2 separate regions of the Mus musculus genome follow, and region 2 is linked to region 1. The links are chromatin contacts, called in public promoter capture Hi-C maps. All regions are on one chromosome and are shown on one strand. Each heading gives the region's core, a stretch centred on a gene start, on an enhancer-like site or on the middle of the called end of the contact. The rest is flanking DNA. Distances are from core to core; before and after follow the strand shown. Region 1 holds the start of Arl11 (ADP-ribosylation factor-like 11). Region 2 holds the start of 4930556J02Rik (RIKEN cDNA 4930556J02 gene).

Region 1 (2,700 bases), core at 130-2,629:
ACATCCTCTAGCTCATCCCAAAAGACCCCACCGCCACATGCAGTTAGGGAAGAATTGCAAACAGCTGGTTGGGGATGTGTGTGGCTGGACCTTCCCTGCCCTCTCCTCCTATGAAGAATGGTAAACAGCCAATAGGCCCAACTGCATAAGCTTTTGACCCAGGCTCAACATAATCCCTGTTCTACACGTATACATATATATGTGTTTGTGTATATACATATACATGCACATATGCACGCACACCCCTTTGGAGGGTTTTTTTTTTTTAATTTAGAATTATACTCTACAATTTAACACACACGTGGTTCTGTCTAACCAGAGGGACTCTCTGAAGTCTAATGCCATTTACTTGGGAATAGCCGTACACTGCAATGTGGATACATGCAGCAGAGGAAACTGTGTTTATTCAAGGTGGATTGAGGCAGGTGAAAGGTTTTGAAGGAAGAAATGAGGAGCCATGAGCTGCAGAGATGGCTCTGAGAACCAAGTGCCTGTCGTACAACAGAAGGAGCATAGCACCTTGTGGAAGCTGGGCAGTGTCATCACCTGTAACCCAGCACTGGGCGGCCAGAGGACCCCAGTCTAGACAAATGAATGAGCACCACAGAGGTGTCTTAGGAGAAGAGCCTCTCCCTATGCGGAGGAAAAGGCTGAGGTCCAGGTACACAGACATGCACAGGGCCGTGAGGACACCGAGAGACCCAGTCTCAGAAAATACAGTGGAGAGTAACTGAAGACCATGCCAGAAATTGACCTATGGCCTCCATATGCATGCACATGTACATACATGTGAATATACACCCACACAAACATGTTCATGCACCACATGTACACATACACATGAACACACACAATAGGAGCATAACTATATGAAACCATCTTAGGCTGCAAAGGAAAATAACAAGGGTCGTACTATTCCAAAATTAAACAGTTGTTGGACAGACATCTCTGTAGAACCAGTGTGTGAGAGCGTGTGTGTGTGTGTGTGTGTGTGTGTCTGTGTAAGGTTGTGGTTCTAGCAGAGTCTTTTATGAATGCTTATCAGTCATGCACGCACAAGATCTGCTCCTTTATGTACTTATTAATTATTGATTAATTCATTTTTTCCTCCTCCTTTTTTGTTTGGGCTTGACAAGTCACTCCATTTTGATTCTGACAAGCTTCACAGTTTTGCAAATCAAAGAGTCTCCCAGCACCAGAAAACCACTGCTGCCCGTGCTGGGTGGCCTGCGCTTCAGGATTCCCAGGGAGATCACAGGAGTCAAGGAAAACAAGGAAGGGTGACACAACTCTGAACTTGTGAAGTCCCTCAGACTGGGGAAACTGGTGCTGGGCGGGGCTCCACTAACAACGGAGAGCTGAGATGTCTTGAGACACACCCCCAATATGGGAGGATGTCTGCCCTAACCACTCGAGAGAGGAAGCAAAAACAGGACAGATTGCAACAGCCACTACACTTCCTTCATATCCTGCTCTTGGGACATGGCGACCAGCAGAAAGAAGCTTGATTGTGGAGAGGTGCCCTAGCGGAGGGATGTCTGCCACAGTCCAGGCAACCACAGAGGTAACTCTAACTCTTGCTCTTTTTCTCAGGGCAGAAGTGAATGAGGTTCCTTCCTTTCCTTCAGTGATATCTGATGCACATACTCCTAAGAGTGCTATGGTCCACCTTCTGCCTCTCTAACTTTCTCCTAAGTTGTAGATAGTTCTTAGGCCTTCATGGTTAGAATTCTTTAAAACACACACACACACACACACACACACACACACACACACACAAACATGCACACGCACACAGTATTCTAGAGGCTTTTTATATGGTGTGGAAAAGTTCTTGGCTCTGACTCAAATTTGCCTGAATCAGCAGTGGTTGTCAGTAGGTACTGGAGAGACCAATGTGCAGGTCCTGGGAGGAGTTCTAAGAAGTTAGCATACCCTGACCTGGCTTCTCCACTCTCTGGAATGCAGTGTGCTGCCACTTCTGAGTTTAGGCCCCAGGAAGGAAACAGGAGGGTCAGAGACCACAGAGTGAGAAATGAAAATGCCTTTCTGCAGCCTCTCCTGAACACGGTTGGTCGGCTGCTGCTTCCTTCGCCTCTACTTTAACTACTTAGGAAGGACGCTGGAGTTCTGCATCTTCAGGTGGTTCTCCGCCAGCACCAGAGGCCAGTCAGCTGCTGTTGACTCACACTTCCTCACTTCCTGGGCTTTTCAGGGTCCAGCCTGGGTCTGAAACCCTTCCCTAAAATGACTTGTTTTGTTCTAGGGTAGGAGCTCAGTGCATGCATGCATGGATTTGCATTTCTTCAGAAAAGAGTAGCTGATGTGCGTCCTCAGCCTTTCTGCAGGAGGATTTACTAGGGGCCATCATGGGCTCTGTGAATTCCAGAGGTCACAAGGCAGAGGCCCAGGTGGTAATGATGGGCCTCGACTCTGCTGGCAAGACCACAATTCTGTACAAACTGAAAGGAAACCAGCTGGTGGACACCCTACCCACTGTTGGTTTTAATGTAGAGCCTCTTGAGGCTCCTGGACATGTGTCACTGACTCTCTGGGACATTGGGGGACAGACCCAGCTCAGAGCTACCTGGAAGGACTACCTGGAAGGCATCGACCTCCTTGTGTACGTGCTGGACAGCACAGATGAAGCCCGCTTGCCTGAGGCAGTGGCTGAGCTCAAGGAAGTCCTGGAAGACCCCA
Region 2 (2,700 bases), core at 123-2,622, 180 kb after region 1:
ATGCCCACATTTAGGCTGAGTCTTCTTTCACTAATAAAGCGATTAAGACAATTTCTCAAATGAGGTTCCCTTCTCAAGTGATTCTAATTTGTTGATATTAAAACCAACCATGACAAGGCCCAGTATTGAAATCTTGATCTCTACAGTGAAGTTATTGAAGTTGGTGAGCCTTTAAGACGGTGGTTCTCAACCTGTGGGTCTCAACCTTTTCACAGGAGTTACCTAAGACCATCAGAAAACACAGGTATTTACAGTACAATTCATAACAGTAAAATTACAGTCGTAATTTTAGAGTTGAAGGTTGTACTGGCTAGTTTTGTGTCAACTTGACACAGCTGGAGTTATCACAGAGAAAGGAGCTTCAGTTGAGGAAATGCCTCCATGAGATCCAGTTGTGAGGCATTTTCTCAATTAGTGATCAAGGGGGAAAGGCCCCTTGTGGGTGGGACCATCTCTGGGTTGGTAGTCTTGGTTCTATAAGAGAGCTGGCTAAGCAAGCCAGGAGAAGCAAGCCAGTAAAGAACATCCCTCCATGGCTTCTGCATCAGCTCCTACTTTCTGACCTGCTTGAGTTCCAGTCCTGACTTCCTTGGTGATAAATAGCAATGTGGAAAGTGTAAGCCGAATAAACCCTTTCCTCCCCAACTTGTTTCTTGGTTATGATGTTTGTGCAGGATTAAAACCCTGACTAAGACAAGGGTTCACCACAACTTGAGGAACTATATTAAAGGGTCACAGCCTTAGGAAGGTTGAGAACCACTGCTTTAAGAGATAGGGCCTCTTGGGAAATCTTATATCATTGTCTTAGAGTTAGGTTTCTATTAGGTGATAACCACCATGACCAAAAGCAACCTGAGAAAGAAAGTTCTATTTGGCTTACAGGTTATAGTCTACGATTGGAGAAAACCAAGGCAGAAACTCAGGGTAAGAATCAAGTCAGGAGCTGAAGCAGAGGTCTCTGGGGAGTGCTGGATACTGGCTTGCTCCTCATGGCTTGATCAGCCTACTTTCTAATATACCCGAGGACCACCCACTGGCCTGGGCCCTTCCATATCAATAATTAACCAAGAAAAGGCCCTGCAGACTTGTTTACAAGTAATCTGATGGAGACGTTTTCTCAGCTGAGGTTCCTCTTCCCAGATAACTCTAGCTTGTGTCAAGTTGACAGAAAACTAAGAGGAACAACCCTGGGAACATGCCCCTGGAAGAGATTGTAGGATCATAATCTCTGTCCTAAATCCGTTCCATGCCTCTGCTTTGAAAAGAATGAACAATTCTCTTATCGTGTGCTCCCAGCCATAATGGGCTGAGAAGAGCAGGGCCAACTGATTACGGAACCTCTGAAAGTGGGCTTTGATGACCTCAGCTCTTCATTACAATAGCAGAATGCTCTCTAAGACACTGAGTCAGGAGGCAAGTGACAGAAAAAGAGATGACAGACAGAAGATGGAAGAAAGATGGGGCCAATGAGAGACCGGTGGTGAATGGTGGGGGTCTCCTGGTCAAAGAATTGCTGGGGTGAGAACTTTAGAGTCATTAAAGCTGAAAGTGAGAGGAAGAAAGAGTCAGGAAGTGAGGGACTGAAAACTGAGTCTTAGGGGTCTGATGGTTATAGGCGATGACTGGTGGAGTCTATGAGTTCCAAGGTGGGTGTGAGGTGAAAGTTCATTTGATGTGGGGAGCCAAGGAGTGCAGGGGCCAAGGTGTTGAGTGGGCTGTTCCCTAATCGCAAGACCAGTATTGAGGATGGAGATCACAAGCCCACTACTCAACCATCCTCAAGTGTTGTGGACTGTTTCCTCCAAAATTGAGTCCTTTGACTCTATCCTGCAGGGAAGATTCTCAACCAGGAAGGCAAACAACTTAAAATAGCTCCAGGAAGTCTTTCAAACTGACCAGTTTACTGGACCTCCTCTAAGCAATAAAAGCAGCAAAGGAGATTCTGAGACAAGACCAGATGCTTGGAAGAAGCAAAAGCCAGCCCAGCTGCCTGGAAAGGTTTAGATCAACTGAGTCATCGGGAAAGAATATGATCTAACGTGTTTAGGTGCCTCCGACTGTGCAGTGTGCTCATTTCCGCTCCTGTAAGTAACTCCTTTCCCACACTCCTGCAAGTAACCCTACTAAAACTCAGTGATCCACCAAGATGGAATTAGGCAGTATCCATACTTTGGTTATCATTGTTTCCCCACCTGAGCTGAGTAGACACGTGTGTTGCATCTTCCCAGGAAAAGTTTTGTCACAGAACATCATGTAACAAGGAAAAGTGGCAAGGGCGCTAAATGGTGGCAACACCAAGAGAGTGGCAAGTCCTTAATCTGGTGGCATCCACTAATTAGATTAGAAGCTACCAAAGTGTACCCTCAGTGCAAAGCACATTCTGGGCCTATGCCAGACCTGCTGCCTTGGCAACCAAAGGCATAAGGTTCTGAACCCATGTTCTAATAAATTCCACCAGGAATTTGGCTGTAGGCTGAAGTCTAAGAACAGGAGTGGTCCCTGGCTTAGAGCAGCAGAGAGGGAGTAGATGCAACTGTCTCTCAGGAGGAGAAAACGAAGTGAGGGTGGTGGAGTGGGGTTGAGGAAGTGAGAGAAGACAGATTGCCAGGAGGAAGAGGGGGCAGATGGTCTGCAGTGTAAGGGCAAAGATTCAGTCTGTTTGTGGCACAGAGCCGAGAGGTCAGCTGGAAAGTGAGGCTT

Evidence for each region. Capture Hi-C pulls out chosen DNA fragments and counts their contacts.
Region 2: a promoter capture Hi-C map of adipose tissue shows a contact between it and region 1. The contact joins the promoter of 4930556J02Rik here to the promoter of Arl11 in region 1. A contact is called at or near these places in 4 of 39 promoter capture datasets (the C10 cell line, epiblast stem cells, hematopoietic stem and progenitor cells and 1 more), 4 of 15 datasets of contacts at CTCF or cohesin (embryonic stem cells, large pre-B cells, pro-B cells and 1 more), 54 of 484 Hi-C or Micro-C datasets (the 3T3-L1 cell line, B cells, the C2C12 cell line and 31 more), 6 of 115 datasets of contacts at active chromatin or transcription factors (double positive thymocytes, embryonic stem cells, microglia and 2 more) and 3 of 9 other capture datasets (adipose tissue, embryonic stem cells and liver).

What each region holds. Positions count from the first base shown.
Region 1 is chr14:61,308,374-61,311,073 of GRCm38.p6, forward strand. Arl11 (ADP-ribosylation factor-like 11) reads left to right here and starts at 1,380. Exons shown (of 2, transcript NM_177337.3): 1 at 1,380-1,564; 2 at 2,267-2,700. The coding sequence starts at 2,370.
Region 2 is chr14:61,491,316-61,494,015 of GRCm38.p6, forward strand. 4930556J02Rik (RIKEN cDNA 4930556J02 gene) reads left to right here and starts at 1,373. Exons shown (of 3, transcript NR_045714.1): 1 at 1,373-1,518; 2 at 1,834-2,084.